2 separate regions of the Mus musculus genome follow, and region 2 is linked to region 1. Evidence: chromatin contacts called from public HiChIP or PLAC-seq data. All regions are on one chromosome and are shown on one strand. Each heading gives the region's core, a stretch centred on a gene start, on an enhancer-like site or on the middle of the called end of the contact. The rest is flanking DNA. Distances are from core to core; before and after follow the strand shown. Region 1 overlaps Atp9a (ATPase, class II, type 9A). Region 2 has its middle 40 kb from the start of Gm25214.

Region 1 (5,887 bases), core at 286-2,785:
CTTTTCTGAAGGCAGACAGAAGATTGGCCAAGCTCATGCCACAGTGTCATACTTCCTCCAACAAGGCCACACCTATTTGACAAGGTCTGAATAGTATCACTTAATAGGATCACTCCCTGTGGGCCAAAGCCTTCAAACACATGAGTCTGTGGGGGCCAAAACTATTCAAACCACTACAGAGTTCTTTCCCCTACTTTTATTTACTAATGTCTGGTGTGTGTGTGTGTGTGTGTGTGTGTGTGACTCAGGATATCGGGCTTTTGTGGTGAGTGCTTAACTAGTTAAGCCATGTTGCTGGCCCCAGTAATGGACCTCTTGATGTTAAGGTGTTAAAGTCCTGCAAAGACCCTTCAGGACAGGGCTCAAGGCTGGTTCCTGAGCCTAGAAAAAAAATCTGCCCCACCCCACCCCAGTAAGGTCGAGGCCGGCAGCTCAGTTGAGTCTTTAAGAGGGACTTATTTATTACAGACTCCTGAGGTCAGACAGATGCAAAGCGATACTTGAAGTTTTTCTTTGCTAATATTCGGTACTTATGGTAATTCATTGGTAAATGGATCCATTGTTTAGTGGAAAACAAAACAAAACAAAAACAAAAACCCTGAATATCTTCACATTAAAATTGTACGGTTAATCATTTCAGATACACACATGCATTTATTTCTTTTCTTTTTCTTTTTTTTTTTTGGTTTTCCGAGACAGGGTTTCTCTGTAGCCCTGGCTGTCCTGGAACTCACTCTGTAGACCAGGCTGGCCTCAAACTCAGAAATCCTCCTGCCTCTGCCTCCTGAATGCTGGGATTAAAGGCGTGCGCCACCACGCCCGGCTGTATTTATTTCTTGTGGGTGTGGTTGTGGGTGTGCTGGCACCCGTGGAAGGCAAAGGATCACTTGGGTGAGTTCTCATCTTTCCATGTGGGTCCTGGGGAATCCCCCCAGCACTGTAGCTTCTCTCAGAAGCCACTTCCTGCTCCTAGGCTGTTAGACGATTTGTCTTTTTGGGACATTGCCAACTGGTTTTAGCCATTGATATATTTATTGAAAAGTGTCTATAACTTACAACTTGAATATAAACTTACAATATTTAAAAGCAATCCCTCCCGCCTCCGTCTGGTTCTTAACTGACTTAAGCAAAGGTGCTTGGTAGCCTTGGCTTGTATTGCCAGTGAGTCTTTTCCTGGGTTTGGAACTGCCACCGCCGCCATTTGAATGTGAAAGCTTCACCTTTAAGCCGGGAGGAGGTATTTTGATGTCAGCCCCAGGAAGTGTACTCGGGAGTGGAATTTACAGCTCGTCTGTCCGCTGCCACAGTTCGATTAGAGAGTGATCCATTAGCCATTGCCCTGCGCTCACCGTGAAAACTAGAAATGTAACTCGAGTGTTCGGGGTCAAAACCAGGCCCCCGCGGGCCTGTGCCCTGGAATTTGTTTAAGGCTGGTTTCCCTCCTTGGGGGTGGGTGGGGGTGGAGTACGTGTAGATCCTTCTGAGTTGTCACTTACGCGCTTCAGTCCGAGGAAACATCTGGTGTCTCCCTGCCACAGAGACAGGCCGCTCTTATTCTAGGGCTGTCACCCATGAAAGGCCGCTGCGGCCCTGCTGGTGTGCTTATGAAAGGCTTGGGGGCCAGCGCTATAGAAATAAACAGCTGTGCTCATTGGCTGTTTGTCCTCGGTATACGCGGCCTGCGAGCCTGCTGGGGTGAGGCGGAGAAAGTGGCCGGTTAATGATCAGGGCAGTGTCTGGAAAATTTTCCATGTCACTTTCGTAAGAATCTCACTCCAGCTTCTGTTGGAGTCTCCAACAGTGCACGGAAGAAAAACAAAACAAAACAAAACAAAACATAACAACCCCCCCATCAAAACCCAAAGAGCCTTGGGGCTGGCAGGGTGGCTCAGTGGTAAAGGTGCTTGCTGCTGAGCCTAAGGACCCGAGGTCGAGTCCACTTGGTGGAAAGGTTGCACTCTGACATCTGCATGTGTGCAGTGGCACACGTGTACTACACATATGCACAATAAATAAATACATACATAAAAAGCATGTGTGAAGGAGTCTTAGGGCCTAGTGGTGGATTCTGGGTAGAGCACCCCAGAAGGGGAAAGGATGGGTTCTGGGGCTCACTTCTCAGGGTGCTTTCTGAGGAAGCTCTGGTACTATGTCCCCTCTTGAGCTGGCTGTAGACTAGTCAAAACCAAGTGCAGATCCCATGTTAAAATTTAAGATTTAAAAACCGTGTGTGTGTTTGTGTGTATGTGTGTGTGTGTGTTTGTGTGTGTTTGTGTGTTATGTGTGTGTTTGTGTGTGTGTGTATGCACATGTTTGTGTGTCTAATGTGTGTGTGTATGCACATGTTTGTGTGTCTAATGTGTGTGTGTATGCATGTGTTTGTGTGTGTGTTTGTGTGTATGTGTTTGTGTATGTGTTTGTGTGTGTATTGAGGTAAGAGGACAACTTTCAGGAGTTGCCTCTCTCCTACCCTGTGGGTCCCTGGGATCAAACTCAGATCGTGAGGCTTGGCAGCAGACCCCTTTACTCACTGAGCCACCTTGCTGGCCCTCCAGTAAGGATTTTCAGCTCTCGCCTTGGCTGCACCGGTGCTTCCTGCTCCCGTTTCTGTGCCCCGTCCCCACCCTCCCCCTTCTCTGTTCCTCCTCCTGCTCTTTCCACTTCTCTTCCTCCTTTCTGGAAGACAGAGGTTAATTCTCGCTTAGGAGTTGTGGGTTCTAAATTGCCTTTCACTTTGGGAGTTGGTACCAGCCACTGAAGACTGCGTCTCTGTCCTCCAGCGCCTCAGGAAATAGGGCTGGTGAGGCACCTCAGTGGATACAGGCTCTTGTCGCCAAACTCGACAGGTTAAGTCCTCTCCACAGGACTCAGAGTGGAAGGAGGAAACTAACTCCTGAAAGTTGTCATCAGCCTCCACAGACGTGTGCACACCCCCCCCCCATCCCATCGTCACCACCACCACCATGTATGGGGTGGGCCATACACACTTAATGCAAGGCACCATCACTACTGTAACAGGTGTGGGTCTAGGGCTCTCTTGATCTCTTTCTTTAGTTTTTATGTTTTTATTTACATGTATGGGTATTTTGCATGCATGTGTGTCTGTGCGCCATGTGTACACAGTGGCCGTGGATGCCAGAGAACAGTGTCAGATCCCCTCAAACTGGAGTTAACAGGTGGTTGTGAGCTACCATGTGAGTACTGGGAATAAACCCTTAGTCTTCTGGAAGAGCAGCCAGGTTTCTTGTTTTGTTTTGTTTTGTTTTGTTTTGTTTTTTGAGACAGGGTTTCTCTGTGTAGCCCTGGATATCCTGGAACTCACTTTGTAGACCAGGCTGGCCTCGAACTCAGAAATCCGCAGCAGCCAGGTTTCTTAACTGAGGAGCCATCTCTCCTATCTTGGTCTCTCTTGAAGCTGCTGACCTATGGCTCATCCTCCCTACCACCCCCGGTGACAGTCCCTGGTTAAGCAACACAAGTGTCCGGTCATGTAGGGGTCCTCTGGTCTGCTGGAGACCTTGCTGGCTGGGCCAGGTCTAGCAGGCTTGCTTGCAGTGGAGGATTAACATGCTGGGAGACCTAGTGACTGCAGACATGCTGGGTTAGAGGGTGTGCTGAGGTAGAGTGGCTGGCCTGAGGGAGTCTAACTGATCATAACTCAGGGCTGCACGTGGAAGGAAAAGACTGTGGGCCTAGCAGTTCAAGTTTTTGAGTTAGTTTATTTTATATATGTGTGTGTGTGTGTGTGTATGTATATATATATATATATATATATATATATTTTAATATATTTGTCTCTAGTTGGAAAAGCAACCTACCTCATGCTTATTGTAAAAAGAAAAAGTGAGAAGGATTTAGAGAGAAATCTCAGTGTTGATAGAATGAATCCCTGTCGAGCCCCTGAAAGCCTGTTCTCTGTCAAGTTCACAGACACACAGGCCCAGGGGTGGCGGCTTCAGCAGTAAGTTAGGCTTAACCATTGGCAAAGAGCTGAACCTGGGTGTGGTCGTTAACGTTAGGCCCTTGGCATACATTTGCTAATAAAACCAGAGACTGTAAGTGAAGTTTCGTAAAGTTGGGAGGACCTCCTGAGGAGGAGTTCACTGGAGCCGAGGGTGGGGCAGGGCTTCAGATATCTGTCTAACATCAAGGCTTTGGTGCTGGAACCAGCCCTGAGCCTGGAGTCCTCCAGAGCTCTAACCCTTCCTGCCTGGAGTTGTTGGTGCCCCCTGGTGGAGCAGGAAAGCAAGTCAGGCTAATTTCTCCATTTCAAATTCCACTGGGTACCAAGAAAATTACAGGAGTAATTTCTCCATCTCTGGAATTCTCTATTGCCTCTGCCCCCGCCTTCTCCTCGTGTGTGTGTGTGTGTGTGTGTGTGTGTGAGGGGGGGGGAGGTGTAGGTTTGCAGGTGCTGGAAGAGTCCAAAAGAGGACACCAGATGCCCCTGGAGCTGGAATGACCACCACTTAAGAGTGCTAGGGCATGCTGGGCGTGGTGGCGCTTGCCTTTAATCCCAGCACTCGGGAGGCTGAGGCAGGCGGATTTCTGACGTCGAGGCCAGCCTGGTCTACAAAGCGAGTTCCAGGACAGCCAGGGCTACACAGAGCAAAAAAAACCCAAAAGAGTGCTAGGGAGTGAACTTGACCTTTGAGGATCAGCACCTGTTCCCTCAAAGGTGGCAGATGTCTCTCTGGCTTTTCTCTTAGACTTTTCTGTAGGTTCTGGGGATGCAGTTCAGGTCCTCATGTCTGTGTGGCAAGGACTCTACCCACTGAGCTGTCTCCCCAGTCCTGTGCATTTTATTGTGATGATTAATTTAACTTATTGGTGAATGATAATTGAGCTCCATTACTGGTTGATTTAGAAATGCTAACTTACAGCAGGGGCAGCCCACTTCTCCTGAAGAGCCTTAGTTCTCCTGGTGCGCTGTTAAAGCGGAGACTGGGCTCCCAAGGCCACTGCAGCCCAGGGAGGCCACTGCAGCCCAGGGAGGCTTCCTCCTAGTGAGACAGAGGCGGGATGTGGGCGCTTGTGCGCCTTGCTGCCTGGAAGAATCTAAATGGTCCGAGACAGTGATGTGTTTGTTGGTCTGTTGCCTTTCAGGGACCGTGAAGGTGAAGAGTTCAAACATCCAGGTGGGAGACCTCATCCTTGTGGAAAAGGTGAGCTGAGTCTAGAAACTTCTCAGGGGCTGGGCGTCAGCGGGAGCACGGGGAGCTGGAGCACGGGGAGCTGGAGCACGGGGAGCGGGAGCATGGGAAGCTGGAGCACGGGGAGTGGTCCATGCTGGGTAGAGCCCTGCCTTGCTCTGTGCATCTGGTGGACCGGACTGCCGGGAAGAAACTCTTCAGGATGCTAGCAGACATCTCTGCCTTGGGAAGAAAAACTTCCATCCCATTGAGACAAACACAAAAAGATTCCCCTGAGGCACCCATAAGCTGGGGAGCCAGTAGCCCTGCTTATAATTATAAACGGAATCTACATTTGATTTTCTTCTTGGTGTGTTTCTTTGGAGAGGGTCACCCCTCTCCCCCACTTAATGATAATGTCTTTTCTACAAGACAGCTTGCTACATGGACACTTAAAAATATTTATTGAACTCACCTTTGTCAAACTATTGACCTGAGCGCCCTGACTCTCGGGGTCTGCCAGCCGTTTTATGGGGAGCAGGGGCGGACACTGTGGAGAGTTGTTAAATGTCTGGGTTAATGCTTGTCACTTGAACAGATACTGGCACACCTGTTTACTGTCTGTATTTGGAAGGTGAGAGGTTTGGGGGTGGTGTCTGGAAAGTCTGGGGATTATAATTGGTCAGAAAAAAGAACCTGTCTTACCGTGTTTCTGTGGGGATTGAATGGTGCTGGTTCTTGGCGATGGTGAAGTT
Region 2 (6,689 bases), core at 2,528-5,027, 150 kb before region 1:
CAAGTTTGTCACCCAGTTGTGACCACAAGAATAGAAGAGGAAGAAACTTTCCGGGCAGGAGAGATGACCTGGAAGTTTGGAGCACTCTTTTTTTTTTTTTTTTTTAAAGATTTATTTATTTATTTATTTATTTATTTATTTTATGTATGTGAGTACAATGTAGCTGTACAGATGGTTGTGAGCCTTCATGTGGTTGTTGGAAATTGAACTTTTAGGACCTCTGCTCTCTTCGGTCAGCCCCGCTCACTCCAGCCCAAAGATTTATTTAGTATTACACATAAGTGCACTGTAGCTGCCTTCAGACAGGCCAGAAGAGGATGTCAGATCTCATTATGGATGATTGTGAGCCACCTTGTGGTTGCTGGGATTCGAACTCAGGGCCTTCGGAAGAGCAGTCAGTGCTCTTACCCGCTGAGCCATCTCTGCAGCCCCTGGAGCACTCTGCTTCTGCAGAGGACCCAGTTCAATGTCCAGCACCCACATAGTGTCTCTCAACCATCAATGGCCCCAGTTCCAGGGAATTCCATGCCTTCTTTTAAACTCCGAGGACATCAGGAATGTTCCTGGTACCCATTCATGCACGCAAACGAAACATTCATAAACATAAAATAAATGCACCTTAAAAATATGACTTCCTGGGGGGGGTTCCTCCCCCCTCCGCCAAGAAGATGGGTGTTCAATCCAGATTTCCTCCTACTGCTTTGGACATAATCTCGAGGGTGCTAGGAGTGTCTTTAAGGTGCGAGCCTGGGTGCCAGCAGCCCCAACAGGCAAGGGTTGGCCACCTGTCCCTAACACTCCAAGGAGCAAGTCCTGGTGAGAGGCAGAGAGAGGAGAGGAGATGCACTCAGTGCCACCAAACTGCATAAAGGCAAAGCAATCCGGAGACCCCTGAGTCCATCCTCAGGGAACTGGATGACCTTCAGACTTCAATGCAAGATTGAGCAAGGGTACCCTAGCAAAGATTTTGGGGGGCAGGGGCTGCTCTCCATCATCACTATCCTTATCCTGAGATCTGGTCCTCTGTCCTGCACTTGAGGGGATAAGTCAGGCAGTTTGACCAGGGTGTGGCCTCACCCTCTTAGGTAATTATCCTCCTTTAAGGGGGAGTGGATTGTTCTTCTAGGTTCAGCTCTTCCTGGAATCTAAGGGCCTGCGGTGTTAGGACATTAACTTATCTCAGTGCCTTCAGCACAAAATGAAGGCAGAGGTATCTGGCGTCCATCTGGCTCCTAGGTGGCTGTGGGTCTGAGAGCTGTTGATGCTTTTTTTTTTTTTTAACCAAAGAGGTTATAAGGTGCCAGTTCCATGACTGTGAGCTCAGGCTGCTGCAGTCATGCTGTGACTTTGGGGACCCAGCAGGGACCCAGGAAAGGGTAGGGCTGGTTTCTCTTTGGTAATTGGTGATCTCCTGATGCCACCTTTTGGTGACCTTTGGCGGTGGCTGCTGCTTCTTCTTCTTCTTCTTCTTCTTCTTCTTCTTCTTCTTCTTCTTCTTCTTCTTCTCCTTCTCCTCCTCCTCCTCCTCCTCCTCCTCCTCCTCCTTCTTCCTCTCCTCCTCCTCCTCTTCTTCGAATTATTTATTTTGTGTGTATGAGTTCACTGTAGCTGTCTTCAGACACACCAGTAGAGGGCATCGGATCCCATTACAGATGGTTGTGAGCCACCATGTGGTTGCTGGGAATTGAACTCAGGACCTCTGGAAGAGCAGCCAGTGATCTTAGCCGTCTCTCCAGCCCGACCCTTGGGTTCTTGCTAAGGGAAGAAAACAGTGGCATCGGGTGCAAATTTTGTCCACAGTTGGTACCTGCATCTGAGAACTAGCCTAGAGAACATGCATGGTGTAACTCTATCCCCTTACAGGGAAAGATCCCGGGCGCGAGTGCGCGTTCTTGAGCTAGACGCCTACTGAGGCCAAGTTGGAGCCCATGGAGTCCCCCTGGAGCAGGGGTTACATGTTGTTATGAATTGTCCAACATGGATTCTGGGACCCAAACTCGGGTCCCCTGTAAGCGCAGCAAATGCTCTTCACCACTGGGCCATCCCTCCATCCTCACCCCGCCACCACCACCTTTTTGTCTTTTAAAGGCACCACAAAAACAAACAAACAAGCACCTCATTACTCTGTGTGATAACCTAAAAACTAAATCAATAATGAAGTAATGACAGATAAAGGCAACAGTGTGTCGCTTAGAGCCCAGCCTTCTGACCTCAGGGCTGTACTTTGAATCTAGGTATCTCCCCACAGGCACACGCTCTGATCACTCAGTCCCCGACAAGTGGTGTGATTTTGGAGGGTTAAAGTGATGGAAACAGGTCACTAGGGGTGGCTCTTTAAAAATGAAGCACACCCTCTGTTCTGATCCTAAGTGTTCCGGTGTCCTGCCTGCTGCCAAGTGGACAAGCAAGCAGCTGCTCCGGTCGGCTGCCACCAAGCGAGACTCTTTCACCCCTCACCCCACCACGATGCACTCTGAAACCATGAGTCAAAATGTATCCTCCCTCCCTCCCTCCCTCCCTCCCTCCCTCCCTCCCTCCCTCTCTCCCTCCCTCCCTCTCTTCCTCCCTCCATTGCTTCTGTCAGGCATTTTCATGACCGTGGTGAGAAAAGCAACTGTTTTACATTTTTGTATTTTTATTTATATGTGTATGTATGTACTCCACACGCATGCATGTAATGCCAGAGGATGCCAGAAGAGGGCAATGTACGCTGCCCAAGAGGGGTGATGGGACCCAAATTAGAGCTCTGGGAGCCATCAAATAATTGGTTTAACCTTAGTTTTCTCCTTAAAACGTCTGTCTCCAACCACAGTCACTTTGTGCATTGGAGCACACGTGAGTCAGGTCCTCACCAGTGTCCTCAGCGGACAACTTGCAAGGCATGGTTCTCTCTTTCCACCATGCGGGTCCCGGGGATCCAGGTCAGGTGATGAAGCTTAGCGGGAAGAGTCTTTACCCTCCGAGCCTTTGACCCTCACTGCCTGACCCAATTTTCATAGCTAGAGAGAGCTGGACTTAGGTGTAAGAGCCAGATGCTGAACTCTGGGGAGGCGCTGTTCACGGGTAGTATGACCCGGATGCTGGTCGGATCGGAAGCCGCCTTCAGTGTATCAGGGATTCTTGTTATTTTTTAATCCCCAATACTTCCGTGTACTCGGTTTTGATTTTTTGTTTGTTTGTTTTGTTTTTTGTTTTTTGTTTTTTTTTTTTTCCTGGCTGTTGAGATACTTTCCCGACTGGTCTAAAATCTCGTATTTTGGAGCTTGAGTCAGAAAATCTGAAGCCAGTTTCCACTTTGTGCACTCACTGGGTGACTCTCACACAGTGCGGGATGATACGGGATCCACTTTATTGGACGATTGTTAGGGAGCGTGTTCAGGTTTTCAAAAACCCATGGATGAGACTTAGGAAGAAAAAAGATTCGAATAGGAAAAGTTCCCGGGGAGAACTCTACCCTCCCCCACCCCATCCCCGGAGAGTCTGAGGGCCCCTGGGAAGGCTTCCCTCGTTTAGAGTGCAATAAATATGACAATGTAAAAAAACAAAAACTGTGAGTCGTCCTTCCGGAATCTAAACAGAATGAAAAAAAAGTCTAGAATTGCAAATATCACAGTCGTGAGCCCTTGGGACAAAGACTATGCTGATGTAACCTTGAAGCAGAAAATAAACAAACAAAAAGGGAGCAAAAAAATATTCAAGGCTAGGATGGAGCAGGCTGGCCAACGCCCTTTCCTGAAAAGCCCTTGTAGGGTGAGAAGGCAGGCGTCTTCACGCCTAGCACCCAGCGTGTCCCTCCTAGCTAGGTTTGATCCTCTAATGTCCTTTGGTCTCCTTCCCTCCCCACAAGTAAATTCCTCCTTCCAGTCTCCAATCTACTGGCGACACCCTGCAGCCCCTGTATGCTTTATCTGCGGATTCAGATTCAGGCTGTGGCTTTACCCAGGTGGCTTCTTGTAACTTTACTCGACAATTTGGAAAAACAAACAATTCCATTCCGACCTTCCGATTTCGTAGGCTTCTGCGTTCCCCTCCCAAGTCTGCCTTTGTCAGGACCCCGTTATTACAGATTGAGGTCACTAACTGATGGCCCTGGCTTGGGGTATTTCTTTTTCTTTCTTTCTTTCTTTCTTTCTTTCTTTTTTTTCTTTCCTTCTTCCCCACCTTAAAATGCTAACTTAGCTGGTGACCGATGGCAATTATATAAATGGTCTTTGTTTGGACTTATCTGATCTTTCCCTATCAAGGGGTTTAATCTCAGCCTTCCTGGAAAGCCTCAGCTTGGCTGTGAAGATGCAAGCAATCTTCCACAGCTGTTTCTGAGCCCCTGCTGCGAGCTGTTTACCCTTGTAAGCCCCCACTTGCGATTAAGAATTGCTGCATTTAAAATTCTATTTTTTTTAATATATGCGTTTATTTAGAGAGACTGTGTGCATTCGTGCGTGCATGCACACTCGGAGGTCAGGGGACAGCTTTTGGAAGTAAGTTCTCTTCTTCCACTTTGAGTGGGTTTCTGGAATCGAACTGGAGACATCAGCCTTGGCAACAGGAACATTTACCCACTGAGCCATCTGGCCAGCCCATGTCACTTATTGTTAAGAAAAAGAAATATATACATTATATATTAATATATAAAAACATATAATATACATTAATATATGCGGCAAAGAAGGAATCTCCTCCAGGTAATACGGTTGGGGCGATATGAAAGTTTTATATCAATACTGGGAGTCCCAAATATCAGTTTCCAGTCCCATTTGGAACATTTCGTTGCTATGTGAGTGGCCACTTTATACAAATTTGGGAAGGAGCCACAGAAGGAAGGAAATAAAAGCCACCTCTCCGGCTGGAGTCCCTCATGGGTGCAAGGTCCTGGGATCTGTGGGGGAGGGGCAAGCCCTTCCCGTCCTGCAATAAGCATTTTAAACCCTGGGCCGCACCTGTGTTTACAAACCGTAGCTGTATTCTCGGGATTTGCTGTGTGGGTGACAACAAGCCCTCTCAAATGTGCATTTTAGAAAAATCCAAAATCTGTTTTAAAGAGGAGAAATGAAGGTGGCCGATGGGACTCGGCGTGTGCCTTACTGGCCCCTCCCTGCCCTGCTCCCTACACCCGCCAAGCTTTTCACACCTGGAATGTTGGGGGGCGGGGGAGCTCTAGGTGGAAATGTCGGGGACTCACTCTTACTTCAGAACTGGGGCTACACTCTCTTCCCTCTTAGGCGAGGCTTCAGCCGGGCGGCGGCGGCGGCTTCATCACGGTAATACAATTTTGTATGTTAAACAACAGATGTCAAACAGAAAAAAAGAGACGGGCCTTGGCTTTTCTTTCCCTGTGGCCCTCTTCCCCCCTCCCCTCTAAAGCAGCCATTTTTTCAGTTGCTATGACAGTGGTGTAGGAGTCTATCATTTTCCCATGCCTGCTGTATGTTAATGTGGAATCCATGCAGGCGTTATCTGGTTAGGCTGGGGGGCGGGGGGCAGCCTGCCCTCCCGGTCCCCTCCCCCACCCCGTCCTCAGTTTCCTCTCTAAGGAGTGATGTGTGTAAAGCCCTAAGTTTCATTTGCTTATTAACGTATCAGTTACAATCAGCCACAGAGTAACTGAAGCCCCCAGCGTGTGTTTACAAAGCAAGCTTTGAAATGAACAGAAGAGAGCTAGACTCATATTTTGTGTGTCATCTAAGACAGTCCTGCCCTTCCACCCTAACTCCGAAAACATCAGACCAGTCCACATGGAGGAGGGGACCGAAGCTCCTTCAAAATTTCCCCAAGCTGAGATAATCATAAGGTTTTCATAAGAATCTTTCTAACAAAGATGGTGAAGAAATCAAGAAAAAAGAAAAAAAAAAACGTTATGGAAGGAATCGGAGTAAAGAAAAACTTATTCTTTAAAACCAAACGGAGAGAAAGTGGAAGTTGGCCCCACCAGAGGGTCACTCTTCTTGGTGGTTTCGGTCTGTGTGAAATCCTTTGTCATTCCTGAAAGAATTTGTGAATCAGAATCATTGATTAGGGGCCTCAGAGTTAACTGTGCTTAAACAGAGAGCAACAAAGAAAAGGGAAGTTTTTTTTTCTTTTTTCTTTTTTTTAAGCTTCAGAAACAGGCCAGGACAGAAGCAAAATTAACCCCCAACGTGATTGATAGCATGCTTCACGTTATCCCCCCCCCCCTTCATTTCCAACAGAATACAGCCATGCCTGTCAGCCGAGGTTGGCACCCCCCCCCTTTCTCTTCTTCCTAATCCCTTAAAAAAAAATCTTGAGCCAGTAGGCCTCTAAAATGATTGCTTCAATTGTCAGTAGTTGCTTTCTTCACATTGTCCGGCTTTTCGGAGGCATCTGGCACATTTTATTCCGTTTTTGTTATTTTGAGCTGTTCTTTTATCATTTACCCACAGGAAGCAGTCTTAGCTGGCTGCAGATAAGACCTCGCATCCAGATGTGCATATCAAAGCGGGAGCAGCTACTTATTAAGAAAAACTTTCTTCTTAAGCCCAGCTCCTGTTCAAAGGACTGAGAGAGCCCGTGGCGTCAGTGACAAGCTGGTAATTCAATGCCTCGTCCCCACTCTGCCTCGGGATGGGAGGGGGGAACGGAGGTCAGAGTTTTTGGTGAAGGTCCACGTTTTAAAGCTGAAAAGGGTCTAGTGTAACAACAGCGCATCTTCCCCTATGCAGGCATCTACGTGC

What was found. HiChIP or PLAC-seq counts read pairs in DNA pulled down with a chosen protein or histone mark.
Region 2: an H3K27ac HiChIP or PLAC-seq map of embryonic stem cells shows a contact between it and region 1, with 12 read pairs. The contact joins two enhancer-like sites. A contact is called at or near these places in 4 of 39 promoter capture datasets (3T3-L1-derived adipocytes, the HPC-7 cell line, cranial neural crest and 1 more), 2 of 15 datasets of contacts at CTCF or cohesin (embryonic stem cells and stem cell-derived epiblast-like cells), 9 of 484 Hi-C or Micro-C datasets (adipose-derived mesenchymal stem cells, embryonic stem cells, nephron progenitors and 2 more) and 14 of 115 datasets of contacts at active chromatin or transcription factors (embryonic basal ganglia, embryonic hindbrain, embryonic midbrain and 4 more).

The regions. Positions count from the first base shown.
Region 1 is chr2:168,690,244-168,696,130 of GRCm38.p6, reverse strand. It overlaps Atp9a (ATPase, class II, type 9A), which reads left to right. Exons shown (of 28, transcript NM_015731.3): 5 at 5,107-5,165. Among named protein-coding and RNA genes, the nearest start is that of Atp9a, 49 kb to the left of the region's middle. RefSeq lists an enhancer at 239-3,012. Within about 2 kb of position 1,535, at least 41 of the 459 cell types and tissues checked have an H3K27ac peak or open chromatin away from gene starts, as enhancers often do. A contact at or near this core is called in embryonic stem cells, where this site is marked.
Region 2 is chr2:168,838,674-168,845,362 of GRCm38.p6, reverse strand. No RefSeq gene overlaps it. Among named protein-coding and RNA genes, the nearest start is that of Gm25214, 40 kb to the left of the region's middle. Within about 2 kb of position 3,777, at least 30 of the 459 cell types and tissues checked have an H3K27ac peak or open chromatin away from gene starts, as enhancers often do. A contact at or near this core is called in embryonic stem cells, where this site is marked.